Regions from separate parts of the Mus musculus genome. Here all the other regions are linked to region 2. The links are chromatin contacts, called in public HiChIP or PLAC-seq maps. All regions are on one chromosome and are shown on one strand. Each heading gives the region's core, a stretch centred on a gene start, on an enhancer-like site or on the middle of the called end of the contact. The rest is flanking DNA. Distances are from core to core; before and after follow the strand shown.

Region 1 (4,590 bases), core at 13-2,512, 420 kb after region 2:
ATATAATCTCATATCTATATAATCTGATATACATGTCATATTATATATAATCTGATATATAGCTGATATATATAATCTCATATCTATATAATCTAATATACATTATCATGTGAATATGTATATCATGATATATATCATATATAATAATCTGATATATAGCTGATTATATATAATCTCATATCTATATAATCTGATATACATATCAGATTGTATATGTATATATATATATGCATATATCATATATGCTATAATATATAACCCCCCCACTGCATGCTTTTAAGCTCTCTCTGGGTCACTGATTTTTCAATAATTTCATTATTGCATCTCTTTGCTTTTTTTCATATTTTTATAACTAGTGATTTATTGGGCCTCATGTATATGTCTATATATGTATATGTATGTATATGTATAATCAGACATAGCTGCCCAACCTGTAATCTAAGCATTGTTGGAGAAAGCATGATGTCTGGGACTTGCTGACAAAAACCACCTACTTAGGTGCTGATAAAATATCACTAGAAATAAACTCACATGACTGCAAGTTGTGCACAGACTTAAGACATACACTCAGGTTAAAACACCCAAACACATAAAATAAATTTTTATAAACTTTTTTTTTTAACGTCACTTTTTTTTTAAACGTCACTAGGAAGGCAAGGGCGAGGATGTCGGCAGGGAACCGCGGAGCTGAGAGATCAATATGGATGGTCTTCCTTGTCTGTCTCCTTCGTTTATTAACTGGCCTTTCCCAACTCGTTTACAAAGTGGCATGCAGCAAAGGCATTTTCTTGAAGACAAGCTAGGGTAAAAAGATGGGTTACCATTGCCAGGGCTTAGAAAAGAATGAACCAAGGCTGACTGGACTATCTGGAAGCTAATTTAGGTTGCTGGAGAGAAGAGTAAATTAAGACAGAGGAATTGACTTCAACCAATTGTCTGACGGGAGGAGTGACCACCTTATATGAAGGCATTGTGTCTTTAGAAGAGACAGCAACTGCAGATGGCACTTGAAAGCGCCCTTATTTTCTCTTTTCAAAACAAGCAGAGGGCTGGGGAATCACCCCCCTCAAGTTTCCTGAGCTGTTAATTGGCTCCCCAGTAAAATTACAGAAGCAGCCTGCCTGATAATGATTGTAAATGACAGGGACTATCAGGTTTACCCTGTGACTTTCCCCGGGGGACTTCCAGTGAGTTTAGTCTGAACTAAGCATCAGCTGCTAGGGTTCCTGTCTTCTCAGCACGCTGTGGCTGGACCAATCCTGCTGTCTTTCAAACCTAATTAGCATGAAGGCCTTTCTTCCCTCCTACCCTCCCTCCCTTAGCCCAGGAGCCCTTGGGTTCCTTCTCTCGCCAGTACTCCTTAGGCATGCAAATCGGAAGCTGAAGAAAAGTAACCTTTCAGGTCTTTTGTCTCTATTGCCTGAAAGAAACAATCCTTAAGATCCGAGCAGAGATTGCTGCTCTCCTAGGAAAGCAGGCACCCACTTCTCTAAACTCCTTTACAGACTGATGGTAAGCACCTTGAGTTTATAATTAGGCCATTTTTATCAGTATTTTTAGCATTTTCATACATGTTTACAATGGAAGAGATTTTTAACAATGCTATTTTACACATATAAGGTGTACTTGGGTCAGATTCACCCCTCTTGCTCTCTCTAGTCTTTATTCCTGTCCTATTGAACCCCTTCTTTTTTTTTCAACTAGTTCCCCCTTGATGTATTCACTTATTTTAGGGAAGATCCACTAGTTTAATTATGGGTTCTTGCATGAACATGGCTAGGGCACTATTTATGGTAATTTGAGCAACTTATTAGTGATTACATTATATAAGAAAATGAGTCACTTCTGGGAACCGGTCAAAGGAGCCCAGCAACTGCCAGCAGCTCGTCAGAGAGAGATGTGGCATCATGAGCTCTCCCCACCCACCCCTACCCCCACCCCCGCCCATGACGATGGGTCCATGACTACAACAGATGGGTCCTATCCAGACCACAGTATTTCAAAGTGCTTCTTCCAACTCTTACATTCTTTCTACTCTCTCTCTCTTCTGTGATAGTCCCAGAACATTGGAGAAGGTTATATGATGGACCAGCCTGACTCCATCTTAAGACTCATTACAAGTTCATTCCTGTTTTCTGTAAAACTTAAGTTTGACTGTGTCTTGACCCACTTTCTAGAATTTGACATGTCTATGCCTTATACACTGACTTCCACCCTTATTAGATGTTCTGCCAAGTTACTACACAACCAAAAGCCCTTGAAAACCCTCTAGCCTTGCAGTCTGGGGGCTAATATAAGCCCCACCTTCTTCTGTGTTTGATGCTTTTCTTTCAAACATCATTCACTGTCTTACAGTTTCTGCCAAGGACTGGACTCGGTTGGTCCCTCAACCCGCGGGAGGATCAGGGTTCGGGTACTCAGGTGAGCAAGGAGTCAGCGGCGGCAAATGACAAACAGACTCGAACACAAGGAAGTGTTGATATGAATGTAATTTCTTAAAACAAGCATCAGACTTATAATACAGAAGAAAAACAAGGAAGCTAGGTGATACATCAGAGATTCATAATGGCTCTTTACACAAAACAGAGAAAATGCATACATAAAAGCTAACAGGAAGCAGGCAGTGTTTACAACTGGGATAAGATCAGCCCTATCTAAAGTCAGCTAATACATCCAGGTGCAATACTAGTCTATTGTTAAATCTACTACCAGGGGTCCCTTAGTAAATACCTAATTATGCTGTTCCTCTGGGCCTAGAGAAAAACATGCGCCAGGGAAGTTCTGTTCTGCTAACCTTTTCATAAATAATACAATACTCTAGTTCCTCCTTAAACCTCAACCCACCTTCTTTCTACTAATATGTGATGTAGGCTTCCAATAATGTCTGTAATGAGAATTCTAAGTTTACTATTTTGAATTAGCCTTGAGTTTTCTAGCTCCTATCTGGCAAACTGCAATGCCTGATTTCTAACTAGCAACACTGGAGGCATTTCATCTGAATGAGTAGCATTCTTATGAAATTCCAAGCCCAGGGTCGGCTCAAGGGCTGCCTGGGACATTGGTGAAGGCCAGGAAGCAAAGTTCAATCTAACTTAGGTATTTGTCAAATCATTCCTTGGAGGCACCTATAATAAAACAAGACTGAAAGAAAGCACACAGAACCATTCACCAACTATAGCAGGACAAATCTGAAACACATCTGTTTATGGAGTGCCAGAAACTTTCCAGGAGACAAGTTTCCGTGAAACTTTATGCCACCAGGACTGCACCCAAGCTTTTGGGCTTGTCTCACAGACTTCACTGCTTTAAAAAAAAAAAAAAAAAAAAAAAAAAAAAAGCTTTAAAAAAAAAAAAAAAGTTCCTAGCTGAAAATCCCAGTCATTGTTGAGGATAAGGAGAAACATAGTCTCTCCTGGAACTGCTTTTCAGCTGCAATTAGGATGTTTTTGTTAGGACCCAGGAAGGCTGGAATGTTAGTCAAAAGCCAGGGGAGATTTAGGCAAAGGGACATTCATCAGAGCGTCTGGTTTACTGACTCAGCTGAAAGACCAGAAGCCAAATGTTGTCATGGTTCATATGAGCTTTCTGCAAGTCCAGGGTTCTCTAGTTTTGTAGGATTACCTGGGTCTTGCCTGGTATAGATTGTCTTCATAACAATTTGTAGTCTGCAGCTGACTCCTGAATGGTGTCTGTCAGCCAAGTGGAGATCTGTTGGAACAGATAGAGACTAGGAACTGAAGTTAAAGAAACCTACAGGAAAGTCTTCTCTTTGGAGCTTGGTTGGCCTTGCTAACAGGCTTCATATTAAAGAATAAATGGGTTTCAAATGTAACTTTTTTTCACTATTACTTTATTTAAAAGAACTTGCTTTGCAATGACTGCTCTCAGTAATCAACCACTTGTGTCTAATGGTGAATAATTGGATAGAATTTTTAAGGCATATATGTTATAAAAGTATTAAAATAATATCTTATCTTTTGGAGTCCATTTGACCTGTGACAGGTGCGTTCAAGTTGCAACTCCCTGAAGTTTATATGAGTCTTTAAGTTTACAAAAAAATAAAAAAATAAAAGGTTATGAATATTAGCATTAGCATTGATTATAATCTGTATTAAAATTCGTATTGTAGAAAAATCATCTAACAGTTGTCTGTAAACAGCTGGAGTAGACTCGTGCCTTTGAGTCACAGCAAAAGCTATGTATGGCTCTGACTTAAAAGGCATGAGCAGTCTCTCCTCTGTTCAGAGGGCTGGGTACACACAGGTTGGGCAGAGATGTCTTCCACATGATGAAAAGCATAGCAAGAAGTACTTTTAAGTCTATACTTAGACGATAACCAAAGGAAATTTAAAATCTTGAGCTTGTGACTGATAACAGTTGCCAGTGCCTTACCAGCTTGTCAGAACTCCACTGATCGGTGTTAAAACTTTGAACTTTTGAGATCTTAGCATTTCAGGAAAGAAATCTGATCCATTTTTATTTTACATTATTTTATACCTCTATAACTTGAATTTATATATCTTAAATCATTTCTTAGACCCTTATAACTTATTTAAGCATTTAAATCCTCAGATGTTTATAACTTGCATA
Region 2 (4,627 bases), core at 2,107-4,606:
CTGTTTGGGCACATGGAACACGTGAGGATGGGTGGGCGGCTGAGTGGGAGCGCGGAGGTCTGTGTTTGTGTGCATGTGCGCTGTGTTCATGTTTTTGCCAATATGCCTGTCTCAGTCATGCTCAAAAATCTGTCTTTGTAGGCTGGGAGCAGAAAGAGGTTTTCAAAATTAGACAATATTATCACCAAATAGTTTTTGTTTTTTTAAAGAAATGAATTAAAAGGATCAGACCTCTTCCAAATGCTCTAAGTCAGGGATATGTGTGTGTGTGTGTGTGTGCGTGTGTGTGCATACACATGAATGTATGTATGCATACATGCATCTATCCCCTGGGCTGTATTTGGAGGTAGAGTATAAATAGATTGATGTCTTTCACCTCAGTTTCTCTGGTTCTATTTCTGCTGCAACTAAAATGATTTTTGGTAAGTTATCTTAGAACTCACACAGATGTAGAAAAACTGCTTGTCTTAATTAGTTACACATTACTTCTAATAATAGACTTTATCTATCTATCCATCTGTCTATCATTTTTAGGCCATTTGAGGATCTACTTTTCCATAGGTAGGGAGCGGGGAGTACAGGTTGGCCAATGCTGTTGTTGTCTTTCTGATGCAGTCTCTGGGTTTAAATCCTGCAGCAATGCACAGTTGGGCAGATTGGTTCTTGGTGAGTACCCCACCCCTGGTGCCATCCCTTAAAAAAATACCTCAGACACACATATGCATAAAGGAGATGGTAGATTAGGTTACCTGGGAAGGCAATACACAAATGTACCTTCACCAGAAGATTAACGGATGGTTGCAGGGAGTTGCTGATGAAGGAATTTTGTGTAAGAGCAGGCCCTAGCTGCTGGGGCTCATCTGTCTCTGCTGTCACTCTCCTGGTGACTGCCTGTGCAGCAGGGAACTATCTGGGCTCCCCATATTTGCCTCCCTCCTCTGCTTTCCCTCTCTGCAGGAATCCCACATCACTGAGACCCAGAGGCAGAACTCTCTAGCGGAGGGGAGCCAGGAGAAAGGCTGTTAAGGTCAACTGTTTTTCTGTCTATCTGTCCTGTGCCCTTGTCTGACCTCTTAAAGTCACCTTCACAGTCTTTGGAGATTTAGAGCTATACCAAGGCAGGTCTAGCAAAAGTGAGTAGTGCCTTTTTTGGCAACCACTCATTGGTGACCAGCACTTCGATCAAAATCTCTGCCTAGAAATCTCATGTTCCCATGTGATGGGGAGCAAAGGGGCAACACACACACACACATGCACACATGTATACACATACATGTATACATACATACACACATGTACACAAACAGGTATATACATACTTTTATAACTCCATACTTTCTTCTTGAACTTAAAAGCAACAACTACCAACCTCTCCAAATAGTTTTAAGATAATGGGCACTCACCTTTTATACCACATTTTATCTATCTTTGAACAAAGTCAATTTCTGACTTACGTTGGTCCCTATGTCCATTGAAATATCAGACATTAAAAATGGGTTGGAAACTCCTAAGTTGCCAACCATTCCAGCTGAGCAGCCGTACAGTAGAGTATAGAGTATACATAATGTTCCCCATGATCACAGGGTTGCCCTGAGCTACACTATATGCAGCCACCCAGCGTGGATCTCACTGAACACTGTAGCTTGGAAAAATACCCAAAAAAACAGAATACACCTTCCACTTAATGTTATCACTTTCACATCATGCAAAAGCAAAAGAATCCTAAGTGGAACCATCACCAGGAGACCCAGTGTGCCAGGAAGATGGACAATGTCTGATGGCCTTAACTTACCGCACAGTAGAGACTTGCTTTGCCTTATCTGTGTAGTGGGACCCCTGGCAGCAAACAGGTTCATAACTCCTTTGTGCTTAGTGCTGTGACTGTCCAAGTCCAGGGAGGGGACTCAGCTCTTCCAGTGAGTGGAGCTCACCAATGATCAAGAATACTTATTGAATAAACAAGTATATCCTAGGAGAGTCACTTTTCTTATCAGTTACAAACAGGGCCCCAGTCTATTGTGTTTCTTGTAGGACCATCTAGAAAGCCGGCCTTGTCCTTCTATCCTGGTTTTACTGTCTAGGAGCTATTTCTGCTTTTTTGTTTGTTTGTTTGTTTTGTTTTTTGGCAGGTCTCATCCTTTATAGGAGGACATCATAGTTTGACGGACTCCACAGTCTTCGGTGTCAGTGTGCTGGTGGGTGAATGCTTCCCTTAGCTCAATCACTGGAAAGTCTAGTGGGGAGAAAGATGACATGTAGTAGAGATGCAGGCACTTGAAAAAGTTTTGCTTCCTGAGAAAACCACTATGCCCATTGACACCTATGCACCATACACAGATGGCTTCAGCCGTTCAAGGATTTGACAAATCTTGGATCAAACATATCGCTAGACCTTTGATGGTTGTGCCTGTGTGGGGTGTGGCTAGACTTTTCACCTTGCTATCATTCTCTAAGTTGTTCAGCATAAAAAACTACTTACATAGTATTTACACATGGGGTACTATAATTAAGGGAGAGATGGTTTACAGAGGAATGTGTTCGATACTATGCCGTGTTCATAAGGGACTTGAGTAGTAACACACTGGGCATCGTCAGAGTGGGACTATCCATAAATCACCTTTCTTCAGTTTGATACAATCAAGTATGGTCAGTGGCAGACCCCAGTCACTAGGCCCCATGATCCCACACACATCCAACTCTGTCTTCCAGACCTGGGATACAGAAAACTATGAACATGGGACTCTGAGACTACTTTGCATACGAATTTCAAAACACTTCATCAGGGCTATGCTTGCTGCCATCTCTTCTGTGTGTAGACTTCTGTTTTGATCCCAGTGTGAGCAAATAAAACAATGGTTGCTAGTCCACCGTCCATGAAATCTCGTTCTTATTTGCTGAACACTCTCCAGGAAGCGCATGCGTGCACCCACTGAAGCTTGGGACTATGAGCATGTGCGCACACACACACACACACACACACACACACACATACACACACACAAGTTTTCATATTAGTTTCCCGAGTTCATGGATAAAGTCCAGAGCTGCCAAAGCTCCCACTACTTTGCCATGTCACACTAATAGCTTCCAGATCCCATCACATATTAAATTCATGCGGCTTCAGCGAAGCCATCTATTTAATGCAGTTTGCTAAATGCCTGCGCAGCCCCGCTGACAGTGACATATTAGTTTTGCAGTCTTTTGCAATCTGATATCTCTGAATTTGCCACCGTACTAAAGATTTGATTAATGTGGTTCCATTTGGATGCAGTAATTGGCTGCGACTGTTGTAGAAAATAATCAGGCTTTCATTCCTTACAAGCGCACGGACATGCTAATGAGAGAGTGGGTTAATTAAGCCCGCGGCAGAAAGCGACAGTTACTGATGACTGTTGTGACAAACCACCGACTCGGCATTTGGGAGCAGGACAGCAAATTTGCACTTTATGAAATTACAGGAAAACTAGGACATAAGGAATAAATAGTTACATCTGTTTGGTGAAAGGGGGGAAGGGGCGGGGAGAAAGAAAAAGGGGCGCACAAGGAAAAAAAAACAGGCGGAAGACAGCTTCCCCAAGACAGGGCTTGGGCTGCGGAACCCAGAAGGCCTTGAAGAGTTGTGTGTCTTAGTGGCTACATTTCTTGACCTTGTAATGACAGGCAGAATGTGATGAGCCCAGACAATCAACTGAAGTTCGGACTTCACAAAGGACCAACTACCTTGAGACAGACAGACTTGGGCAGAGAGGGAGGTTTAGGTCAAGGTTGGGAGGAGAGCAGATTGATCGGGGATCGTTCACCTGTGGCAAGTGGCTCTGTGGAAAAAGCCCGGGGGTCAGACTGTGAGGGTGCAGTCAGCTTCAGCTCTTGGGAGAAAATGTCAGTAATGTCCAGGGTGACGCCACCACCTGTTTCATTCACTTACTTATTTTCAGATCATCGTTTCAACTCACCTGTGTTTCTTAAGTGCTTCATGCGTTTGAAGTTGAGTCTTGCAGTCAGTGCTAGGCTCCTTGGGAATGGTTTGCTAAGCTCTTCCCGGTCCCTTGGTTCCCTACATTCTCCTATAAGGCTCTGAGAAGTTATTGTCCCTTTCTTAGAGGCATGCTCAACATGTGACCCATGGGCTTCGTGGACCCCAGGACAGCTATGGATAAAGTCCCACACAAAATCACAAACTTACTTAAGATGCTTTGAGATTTTGTTCTGCAATGTTTTGTTTTGTTTTGGTGATTCAGTTTTTTTAGTGGTTTCGAGCATGGACTTTGTAGCTAACAATGTCTAAAGGTTAGACATGCCTGCAAGACATTTAAGCATCGAGGGAAGGGGATTCCTGTTTAGTCTTCTGAGCACGGATTCATAATCACTTTTTCTCCCCCTGTACTGGGTCCCCAGGACTTCTGTGATGAAGCATAGCCTGACCTAATAACCCTTCATGTCAGTCTGAATTCAGCTCCACCCCAAAACAACGAACATCACCAAGCACAGGTTAGACAGTACTATCAGGGACACCGAGGAAGGAACAAAGTCCAGTACTTTATCCATACCCTTCAGCAGCTTATAGTCCAGTAGCTATATAGACAAGACATTAATTGTGACCAGTGCTTTCCGGGACTACTCACTTCTG
Region 3 (4,753 bases), core at 1,580-4,079, 320 kb before region 2:
AGGGATGTAGCTCACTGGAGATGTGAGGACATCCATGCTAAAGTTAAGGTTTGGCTTTATTAGACAAAAGGGGGTGCAGTGAAGTCCTGCTCAGTAGTTTGGCTGTGAAACTTCTCTCAAAGGCTTGTGTATTAAAAGTTTGCTATCCATCTTGGTAATACTGGGAGCTGGTGTAACCTTAAGGGGTGGGCCCAGTGGCTGGTTTAAGGTCACTGCAAACATAGCTCCTTTTGTCTCCTGATCATGAATTAAATGCTTTTCTTTACTCCGTGTCCCCTCTATGATATGCTGCTTTGCCACAGGCCCCAAAGGGAGAGGGCACATGGTAGGCACTGAAACTGTGAGCCAAAGTGAACCTTTCCTCTTAGGTTGGTCATTTCTCTTTTGAGATAAAGTCTCACTCTGTAGCCAGGGATGTCCAGAACTTACTGTGTTTGACATCCTCAACTGGCAGGAGTTTTTTGGCCTCAGCTTCGTGAGTGCTTCAACTATAGATCCAAGCCACCAAAGCCCACATAGCATTTCTTTTTTGAATGCCTTTAAAATTTTACTTATCTTATTTTGTGTGCCTTTTGCCTGCCCTGTGTGTACCTGGTTCCTGTGGAGGTCAGAAGGAGGTGTTGTCGGATGCCCTGGAACTGGAGTCCCAGATGGTTGTGAGTCACCGTGTGGGTGCTGGGAACCGAACCCGGGTCCTCTGCAATTGCTGCAAATTCCCTTAATTCCAGCGACATCTCTTTAGCCCTGAAACCTACATAAAAAAAAAAAAAATCGACAATCCCAGGTATTATTTGCTGTATGCAAGAAAACCAACTTACCATTAGATCCTAGGAGTTTTCCAAAAGCAAGAAACACAATCTTCTATAATTCCTTTAAAAAGTATCTTCTGGAAGAGAGAAGAATAACTTCTCTTCAAGCTACACACTTCTGTTTTGATGTGCACAGGGTTTCTGGTTGATTGTTGTCGTCCTCGGTAGCTTTCGATGTCCAGTTAGCTCCAGGATCAAGAAGGCTGCCTAGCGCCTCCACGTGGGTCCTGTGACAAGCCCAGACCCTTACTTACCCGTCTAAGTGCAGAGGTCCCGCCTTGCCCGGGCTGTTGTGGTCAGCGACTCCCTCTGAATTCTGGACTTCCTTTCTCTCCCAAGCTCACTCATTGCTCCAGTGGCTCTGCCAAGGCTTGGATGGGTTCCTGAGTTTCTGCCTTCCATAAAGTCCTGGCTGAAGAGGACAGCACCCTGGAGACAAAAGGAAGTTAGCTGACAGTCACTCATGCCTTTCTCCAGCCCAACACATTTTGTACCTGGATAAGCCCACTTAGCCACTGGATCTTAAGTTTCAGGATCATGTTCCAGTGAGGCCTTCTCGGACCTTGGATCTAAAGGATTCCTCAGCAACCCCCCCGTATGCCCTACCCAACACAACACCACACCTCTTGCTTACCACTGCCCGACAATTCACGCCTGTACGTTGACTCGCGTGGGTGTCGTCTCCTTACCTGTCAGCTGCATGAAGGGGATCTACAGGCTTATTCAGCTGCATGCTTTGACTGACGTCTCCCCAGAGCCAATCCACTGCTTGGCAGTGAAAAAGGGCTTTGTAAATAGTAGATGGTGCTGATGGTCTCAGGTTCGAGTGTGGACCGGGGGTAACCTCAAAGCTGGCTAGGCAGTTACCCCGTGGCCTGGGAGTATTCTGGAGTTCCTTTATCTCTTCTCAGAGGAAGGGAAGTGGGGGTGAGGGGGGACCCTCCGGTTATAGAGACACGGTTTCTTCCCTGGACCTCAAACCTAGTTTGAAAGGGACATCTATGAGTGCTTTAAAAAAAGAGAGAGAAAGAGAGACAGAATGAATTTTATTGGTTAACTCAGTTAGTCATGAGGCTGGCCTCTGAACAACACAGCTAGGGTCTGTCTCAGAGGGACAAGAAGCCATGTGTGAGTGGTGACACAGACCTGTATTCCTGGCACTTGGGAAACGGGGGTGGGGTGGGGGTGGGATTGCAAGTTTGAAGTAACCTTGGCTTATATAGGGGGATCATGTCAAAAACAAAAGAACAAACAAACAAACAAACAAAACCTAAACCCAAACCCAAACCCAACCAACCAACCAACCGACCAACCAAAACAAAGAGGTTAGCAAGAAAGGGCAAGACAAATTTCTAATCCCAGCTACCTGTAGCCTGTTTGTTTCTGAAGGGTTCTGAGTTTGAAAGTCCCTAAAGAACATCTAGCAGGATTGGGTTGGAGGGACTGGCAAAGGAAGAAGGAAGGGAAGGAGGGAGGAGAGAGAGAGAGAGAGAGAGAGAGAGAGAGAGAGAGAGAGCGCGAGAGGAGAGAGAGAGAACCTTGCAGTTGGCAGGGATGGGTGGGGAGGGCACGGTTTGAAGGATTCATGTGTTCATGGAAGCTCACACTGAGCCTGGCTCTTTAGGAACCTGGGACAGAAGAGCTTTCTGCCGTGTGGTGGTCCCTGGCTTAGCTGGCGGTGCCCCTGGGGGCATTAGAAGTCTTGAGAAGCACTTTTAATAATCCCCATGGACTTGTGGATAGAGGAGTCTTGAGACCAAGATACTAAACCTTCTACCCTCCACAGGGGCCTTCCTGACTTGTGTGGCAGTAGTTGTCCCAACTGAGAAGCACCCACAGATGACAAAAACAAACAAAGAACTCAGCGTTTTATCTTTTGGGGCCTTTTGTCCCCTGAGATCCTTGAGGAGAAAGCAGAAAGGCTCATGCTACCCATGTGGGGCACAGAATACACACAAGGAGTGTATGGGTCACAAGTCCTCCACAGTCTCAGCCCAGCTGTCCCTCAGCCACCCCCACTCCTCCAAGAGGCCCCTGCTCCCTCCAGTTGGCCCCTCAGCTGGGAGGCTAACTTCTTCCATGTGTGGGGGCGGCTCCAGGTAGAACGTGAGGAGCGCGGCAGAGACCGTGGCTGGTGGAAGGATTGAGAGTTGGAGGAAGCGTTCTAAGGGCTGATGGGAAGGGACTTTTGGGGGTAAATGTCTGCGGGGAAAACACTGGGGGAGTCCGAGGCAACATGTTCTGGCCTGTTGGGAGGACGGCTGTTGGCACCAGGAGAAATCCGTCCAGTGAAGCCAGCCCTCATTAATCATCCGGGCGGCGGAACTGCCAGCTCCTTTCAAGAGCTTTCAAGAAGGGTTTTCACCCAAAATAGAGTTGAAAATGTGCTGGGCCCTACTCAGAATCTCATCAGTCTGGGCATTATGGGAAGTGTCAGGCAGGCTGTGACAGACAAGGCCCACTCTGTTCAAGGGGTCCTGACTCCCACAGCCTGTCATATCAAGCGCCTGATCAAATTTGACAGCTTCATTTGTACCTACAGAATAGATAAAAGGGGCTGTTCATTGAAACAAATGGAGGGGAAGGGTTGGGGGGGGGAGGCGAGGGAGCATGCATGTGAGTATGTCTCCGGGGAGGAATGGCTCAGGGGGAGGGGCACAAGGGGGACAGTTACAGCGAGGTCCAAGGGTACAAAGGAATATGCTAAGGACTCCCCAATAGTAGGGAAGGGAGAAACTGAGTCTGAAGTGGGAAGCAGGTGACTAAGGGGGGGGGGCGGATATGTGGGTGAAAGTCCCATCTTGTGGGTGTGGCCCTGGAAGGGCGTCTGAGAATCATCCCTGATGCTCTAACATAGCCAGGGAGGTGGTCCCTGTGAGGATGAGAGTCCAGGGTGGGCAGCTGGGACTTTGAAAGTTGGTTGAGCAAGTGCAGTACTCATTTCAAATCCAAACCCAAAGCAAGGAGCTCCCTTCCCTTCTGCTGAAGCAAGCTGGTCCGACTACTTCCCTGCACTGAGCCTCTGGCCCTCTCTTGTCCACCTGCTGGGTGGCTGCACCTCTTCAGGTGGCCCGGAAACAAAATCAACTGGCTGGCTTTAGGTGGCTTTCTGCTCTTCATACAAGTTAGCCCATCGGAGTATCTAGGCCGGGTATCCCCAGTATCCCTGCACAGTCCTGTTTGGGTCTTGCTCAGGCTGTCTTGTTAGCAAGCGCTCTTCTTTCTCTTCTGGGGATATCTAGGGGTGTTCTGAAGGTCTTGCACTTTTGGGGGGCGGAATCTTCTTTGTTTGCCATTATCATTTGTACTATTTGTGTGAGTTAATATTGTTTTTTTCTCACTGGATCATAGACACTTTGGTGCATGGAGCATGTCCAGTAGTATTTAACACACACATTTAACACACACTGTAGGTTCTCCAGGAATGAGACAAAAAAACAAAAAAAATTTTTTTGAGTTTTATACTAAGGTGTCCAGGCAGGCCTTGAACTTGGAATTCTCAAGTCTCTGCTTCCTGAAGACTGGGCTTTGGTGTGTTGGGCACTGGGCTCCAGAAGTCTTTTGTAGCTGGTGATCAGCATAACACAAGTCTACATTTGGTGTCAGACTTCAGGAGGGGAACCTGTGACCAGGGGCCTAAGGCCTCCTTTTCAACCTTGGTCTTCAGAGGGCAGGGTTAGAGGTAATCATGGCTCCCCTTGCTGCTTCCCCATGGGACATCTTTGTGGATGCAGCCCGTGCTGGCTCTCATACGTAGCTATGAGGCCCTGCTTGCTCGCTTGCTCACTACCTTGACTGATGTAGGCTCCACTTGCATAACAGCACGCCGCAGTCCTGGTGGTGGATACACAGGCATTGTAATCATGATAGGAATCTCATTGTGACTTTAGGCAAAGTGTGTCAAGACTTACTGAAGGCAACCGTAGACATCCGTTGATGAAAAT

The links. HiChIP or PLAC-seq counts read pairs in DNA pulled down with a chosen protein or histone mark.
Region 1: a contact with region 2 is called in an H3K4me3 HiChIP or PLAC-seq map of embryonic basal ganglia, with 2.9 times the contacts expected there. The contact joins two enhancer-like sites. A contact is called at or near these places in 3 of 484 Hi-C or Micro-C datasets (the C2C12 cell line, rod photoreceptor and ventricular fibroblasts) and 2 of 115 datasets of contacts at active chromatin or transcription factors (differentiating embryonic stem cells and embryonic basal ganglia).
Region 3: a contact with region 2 is called in an H3K4me3 HiChIP or PLAC-seq map of embryonic basal ganglia, with 5 times the contacts expected there. The contact joins two enhancer-like sites. A contact is called at or near these places in 17 of 39 promoter capture datasets (the 3T3-L1 cell line, 3T3-L1-derived adipocytes, HPC-7-derived erythroid cells and 10 more), 1 of 15 datasets of contacts at CTCF or cohesin (embryonic stem cells), 95 of 484 Hi-C or Micro-C datasets (the 3T3-L1 cell line, 3T3-L1-derived adipocytes, the AML12 cell line and 53 more), 20 of 115 datasets of contacts at active chromatin or transcription factors (PVALB interneurons, astrocytes, a beta-TC-6 cell line and 14 more) and 2 of 9 other capture datasets (embryonic stem cells and embryonic tail).

The regions. Positions count from the first base shown.
Region 1 is chr8:26,251,978-26,256,567 of GRCm38.p6, reverse strand. No RefSeq gene overlaps it. Among named protein-coding and RNA genes, the nearest start is that of Gm31727, 13 kb to the left of the region's middle. Within about 2 kb of position 1,262, at least 27 of the 459 cell types and tissues checked have an H3K27ac peak or open chromatin away from gene starts, as enhancers often do. A contact at or near this core is called in embryonic basal ganglia, where this site is marked.
Region 2 is chr8:26,676,385-26,681,011 of GRCm38.p6, reverse strand. The region is part of intron 2 of Gm32098 (a long non-coding RNA gene); the gene reads left to right. Among named protein-coding and RNA genes, the nearest start is that of Gm32098, 20 kb to the left of the region's middle. Within about 2 kb of position 3,356, at least 16 of the 459 cell types and tissues checked have an H3K27ac peak or open chromatin away from gene starts, as enhancers often do. A contact at or near this core is called in embryonic basal ganglia, where this site is marked.
Region 3 is chr8:26,992,652-26,997,404 of GRCm38.p6, reverse strand. No RefSeq gene overlaps it. Among named protein-coding and RNA genes, the nearest start is that of Gm32389, 13 kb to the left of the region's middle. Within about 2 kb of position 2,829, at least 36 of the 459 cell types and tissues checked have an H3K27ac peak or open chromatin away from gene starts, as enhancers often do. A contact at or near this core is called in embryonic basal ganglia, where this site is marked.